2 separate regions of the Sus scrofa genome follow, and region 2 is linked to region 1. Evidence: chromatin contacts called from public promoter capture Hi-C data. All regions are on one chromosome and are shown on one strand. Each heading gives the region's core, a stretch centred on a gene start, on an enhancer-like site or on the middle of the called end of the contact. The rest is flanking DNA. Distances are from core to core; before and after follow the strand shown.

What was found. Promoter capture Hi-C pulls out the DNA fragments that hold promoters and counts their contacts.
Region 2: a promoter capture Hi-C map of fetal skeletal muscle shows a contact between it and region 1, with 2.8 times the contacts expected there. The contact joins the promoter of KISS1R here to the promoter of SBNO2 in region 1. A contact is called at or near these places in 3 of 5 promoter capture datasets (fetal liver, fetal skeletal muscle and liver), 1 of 47 Hi-C or Micro-C datasets (fetal skeletal muscle) and 1 of 2 datasets of contacts at active chromatin or transcription factors (alveolar macrophages).

The regions. Positions count from the first base shown.
Region 1 is chr2:77,276,608-77,279,358 of Sscrofa11.1, reverse strand. SBNO2 (protein strawberry notch homolog 2) reads right to left here and starts at 1,300. Exons shown (of 33, transcript XM_021084268.1): 1 at 1-1,300.
Region 2 is chr2:77,477,850-77,480,549 of Sscrofa11.1, reverse strand. It overlaps KISS1R (KISS1 receptor), which reads left to right and starts at 1,346. Exons shown (of 6, transcript NM_001044624.2): 1 at 1,346-1,376. R3HDM4 (R3H domain-containing protein 4) reads right to left here and starts at 1,291. Exons shown (of 8, transcript XM_003122984.3): 1 at 1,134-1,291. The coding sequence starts at 1,216.

The DNA of each region.
Region 1 (2,751 bases), core at 51-2,550:
CCAGTGCTGCGACTCTGAAACTGACTCCCGGGAAATGCCAGACGCCTGTCTTCCGGAATGTGGCACCACTCTCTGCACCAGCTGCGAGCCTGGAAGGACTGCCAGAGAGGCCTCTTTCGGTTTCACTTGGGGATGTGCTCCAATGGGGATGGAGACCAATTGGATGGAGGCACCTGCCCCGGACTGGACAGTGCAGTTAGCGCAGTTGCCCTGGGAACCCAGGAGGGTGGGGCAGATGCCCAGCTGTGAGAACCCAGGGGGGCACTGGGGGACATAATAGGGGCCAAATTCAAAGCCTTCCCCTGGGTAGTGTCTCTGCTAGCTGTGCCCTGGAGGCTCCCAGGCAGCACAGGGGGAGCGCAGAGCTGACTTACTGGGTGACTCCCCTCAGCCCCACTTCCTGCAGTCAGGGCAGAGCCAGGGCCTGGGGGCTGCCAAGGGAGACTCTTTGACCCTGCATAAAGTGGGGAGACGGCACCTTGTCCCCCCTCATGGGACTGAGAGGAGAAAGATAGCCCCCCCCAGGCCGCAGCACATGGGTACCTGTGAGCAGAGGCCAAGTCCTGCTTTCTCTTTTTCTTAAATACTTCTTTGTTCTATGGAGAAGTGATTCACAGGCCACACACTTCACTCATTTAAAGTGTACAATTTAGCGGTCTTTAGTACATTCCCAGAATTGTACAACCATCACCTCTAATTTCAGAACATTCCATCACCCCCAAAAGAAACCTCACTCCCATCAGCACTTGCCTCCACCTCCTCCCCAGCCCCTGACAGCCTCTAATCCATCTCTGTCTGTAGATGTGCCTGTTCTGGACGTTTCACATAAATGGAATCTCACACTGTGTATCCTTCTGTGTCTACTTCTCTCACTGAGCTTCACGTTCTCAAGGGCTGTCCAGGTCTTAGCAGGTCTTAGCGCTGCCTCCACAGGGGGCCAGGCAAGCCCAGAGCATCAAAAACTTCTCGGGCGGGCTCCCACCTGAGGGCAGGGCAGCTACATGCCCCAGTGAGAGAAGCTGGTGGCTGTCACTAGGCAGGATGATAAAGGAAGTTTGCTTCCTATCCAGCCCCATGGAGGCTGCCCATGTGGGATTGACCCAGCAGCAGGGAAGAGGGTAGCTCTGAGGGACAGGAACAGGGGTTTCACTCAGGGGAGAGGAGCCCACAGAAGTACTCAGGCTGCACACACAGGGAGACAGTGGGCAAGCAAGGGCAGGCCAGGCCTGGACCGGGTCTGAGTGACCTCGCTCCTGGTTACACCAGCATCCAACCACACAGCCCTTGGCTGCAGAAAAAGGGGCTGGAAATGCTCCAAGCCTGCATAAGACACACACACACGTGCACGCACGCACAGATACACACACTCACCTGCATGCACACACAAGACACTTGCACACACATGCATGCAACACTCACACATGACATATGCACACACTGTCATGCACGCCCTCACATGGACGTGCACTGCTGTACATGTGTATCCGTGAAACATGTGTGCGTGCGCGTGCGCGTGTGCACGCGCACACACACACACACACACACCGCCATGTGTCCACACAGACACACATGCACCCTGGAACTGCGCTAGCATCATGGGGGGCTGTCTCCCCACTCTGCTCTCAATGACATGACCCCCACATAGGGAACAAGCAGATCCCCGCCCCCGTCAGTGGCCGTAAAAGCTTCAACAGGCGGAGGCCGTCCTGGGAGGGAGGCAGCCTCTGGGGACTGGACACAGTTGCCTCTTTATTCCCGGCCCAGCTCACTCACGCAGCCAGAGCCCTGTGCTGGGTCAGCGTTTCCGGCCTGGCCCCTGCTGGAGGGGTATCTGAGACTTTGCTAGAACCGAGCTGGGTCAGCCCAGGCTGGTCCTGTCCCCAGTGGGGGCCAGGCCTGCAAGCCATGGGGGTCCAGCCTCAGTAACCCCCGAGCTAGAGAGCGCTGGCCTTGGCTGCATACCTGTGGCCTCATCCCGCCCCAACTTCAAAGCCAACTGCCTCTTCTACGCTCCACCCTGCAGACTCCCCTACAAATCAGGCTCCACATCTGGGCCCTAGGCCTCCGCCAGCCCCCCTCCAAAGAAGAAACATCTCCCCCAACACACTTACACACACACACACACACACACACACACACACGGCGGGTCCAGCTCCAGGCAGGTGTGAGCAGACATCTGCTCAGAAGCTCAGAGTCAAACAAAGAGCCCACGCCCTCCAGAATTCCAGAATGCTGTCCCCAGGTCCCCATACTGGCTGTCCCTGGGGACAGCACGTTGTACCTGGCAGGGTCTGTGCTGTGTCTCCCCTGCCATGGGGTAACCTGGGACTGCCGCCCGTCCTGCCCTTCCCTGGCCCACTCACCAAGGGGCCCAAGCAGCCAGCTCTGGGCAGCCATCGCCCAGCTATGGGGCCTCCCCTGGGAAAATCCAGGGTGCTTGGAAGAAAAGGTATGGCTGAGCTTGCAGGAGCTTCTCCAGGCTGCCCAAGGACCTCAGGTCTCGGCCTCAAGGAAATGGGTGCTTGGCTATTTCTCTCCTCACAAGTCTCACTGACAGCATAGCTGCCCCCTCCAGTGGGACAAGCAGGCCCCAGGGCAGGGAACATGAAATGCAGGGTCAGGTCCAGCCCAGAGCAAGGGCAGGGCCTCACATCTACTGACTGAGGCCAACCTTGGACTTCTCTGGAGTCTCACATCTGACAGATGGCTTTTCTTCGCTCCCAGGCCTGCAGCCCCCAAGGCCCAGCCCCA
Region 2 (2,700 bases), core at 97-2,596, 200 kb before region 1:
GGGTGGGGCCGACTCAGGGGGCAGAGGCCACCTCCCCTCCCAGGACATGGAAGTGAGGAGACCTGGGGGCAGGTCAGAGGGACCCACTTGGTAGGTAAATACCCACTTTGGGTGGTTAAGCCGCCTCAAAAGGGGTAAATACCCACATCTGTGGAGCCCGGTAGGGCCTCTGCCTAAAAATCCAGGTGGAGATAATAACAAAAAAGTAATAACAAGTGTAATAATAAAGCAATAATAAAATAGTAAAATGACAGTCTTCTTAAATAGTAATAAAAGATCCCAAACAGTAAGATATTTAAGATAATTATTAAGGAATGGATGCTCCCCTTTGCTGGGCACCTCCAAGTGCACGGTCACTGACCCCAGCCACTCTGGCAGGAGCACTATTATTTCATTTTGCAGATGGGGAAACTGAGGGATGGAAGGGGTAATAACCCACCCAGGCCACTTGGACAGGCACACTGGAGGAGGCTGAACTGGAACCCAAGCAGTCAGGGTGGCCCACCCAGGTATCCACATAAATACCCAGGTTAGAAAGAAATCAGTGACGACGGGGGACATAACCATACGGGGACGACCCACCTTCCTGTCTGCCTCCCGCGACAGACGCGACGGGGCTGTTAAGTCCCTCTTTAACTGGGATATCTATCTGGAGAAAAACAAAGGGCCTGTCCACCAGGAGATGGGGGGCTGACAATCCCGAGGGGTACACAGGACTGGCTGGGAGGTGAATAAACACCTGGCTTGGAGACAGCAACAGCGGCAAGTGGCTAAATACCCAGAACAACACCAGCACGGTTTCCGGGTACACCGCGCGCAACGGCACCACCTCACCCGAGCTCGCAACCCAGCGCCCGGGACCCTCGAAGCCCGGAGGCTGCAGCACCCGGGGGTCTTTAAGGGAGACATGGATGTGTCTCCCTGCGTCCCGGCAAATGCCCGGCGTGACGGGGATGGGGCTCCCTCGGTAAACGGCACTAACAATAAAGCCCCCCCCGCGCCGCTCCCCTCTGCGTGGGGGAGCCCCAAGGAGAAGGGGCGGGGCGGGCCCGGGGCTGCCGCCGGGGAGGGGGACAAGAGAGGGGGCCCCGGAGCCTGGGAGCGCGCCCCGCCCGCCTGCCCGCCGCACTCACAGCGTCCGCCGCCCGCCGGGGGAGACCCCCGCCGCCGCCGCCGCCACCTCCGGGCCGCCCTCCGGGTTCTCCAACGCTACCATAGCTCGGACACCCCGGTGCCTGCCGCCGCCCGACAGGGCCTTCACGGGGCCGGGCAGGAAGTGACGGGCACCCGGGGGCGGGCCGGGGCGGAGCCTGGAGGCTGGACGCGCCGGGCGGGGAGGGTGGCCAGGTCCCTGCCAGACCGGGGCTGCGGGCAGAGTACGTCCAGCGCCGGGCACCGACGAGGACCCTAAGACGGGGCTCAGGGACCGTAGCCATGTCCCGGCCGGACCCGAGCTGCTGGGGATGGGAGGAGCGGGGGAAGGACACCCAACCCCGGGGGACGGGGACCAGTACCACATCCCCGCCAAACCCGGGCTGCGGGGGTGAAGGGAAGACACGCAGACCCGGGAACGGTCGGGGACACTGAGATAGAAGGCCGCGGCTGTCCCTGCGCCCAGGCGGGGATGTGAGCGGGGCACCCAGCCCTGGGAGGACAGATAGGGAAAGTCAGGCCCGGGTAAAGAGGAGGGAAGGGGATGTCTTTTTCCGAGGCAGATGAAATGACCCATGCTACTACCCCCACCCAGCACAAACAGGGCTTTCCTTCCACCAGCCCCTCTCAGTCCTCCCTAAGAGTGCACCCTGGAGCCTGGCTGAGAGCCGTTTACTCATCTGTAAATATAGAAGAAAGCGAGCCCCACCCCCTTTTGCCTTTTAGTTTAGTTTTTTTTTGTTGTTGTTGTTGTTGTTGTTGCTATTTCTTGGGCCGCTCCCGCGGCATATGGAGGTTCCCAGGCTAGGGGTTGAATCGGAGCTGTAGCCACCGGCCTACGCCAGAGCCATAGCAACGCGGGATCCGAGCCGCGTCTGCAACCTACGCCACAGCTCACGGCTCACGGCAACGCCGGATCGTTAACCCACTGAGCAAGGGCAGGGACCGAACCCGAAACCTCATGGTTCCTAGTCGGATTCCTTAACCACTGCGCCACGACGGGAACTCCTAGTTTTTTCATTTAGCAAATGCCCACCTTCTTTGGGGAGGGAGGCAGGGCTCTCCCCTTCCAGCAGTGATCAAACAGACCCCCACCCTCCGCAGTAGGCTACGGAAGAGGAGACTTTTGGAAAGAGGCCTGGCAGGTTGCAAAAGTAGGAAGGGTGTGCCAGGTAGAGAGAACTGTCAGTGCAGAGGTCCTGGGGCATCCACAATGGCCAGAGCAGGGGGATGGTAGAGACTGGGGGTTTCCGGGGAGGGCAGATCAGTGAGACTGGTAGCCCTTTGATGACAGATTTGGTTTTTGATGAAAGGGCAATGGGGAGCCAGGGGAGGGTTTAGAACAGAGAATTAAACCTGTTGGAGAATCTAGAATCCACCCTTCCTTCCACAAGGAAAGTAAGGAACCAGGACCATGTTAAGGGACAACACTGGGATACAACCCGCTAGATCTAGCCTGGTGGAAATTGTACAGGACAAACAACCTGATTGCTTTAACAAATACAGAGGAAGGGGAGGGGGAAAAAAAGGAGAAACTATTTCAAGACC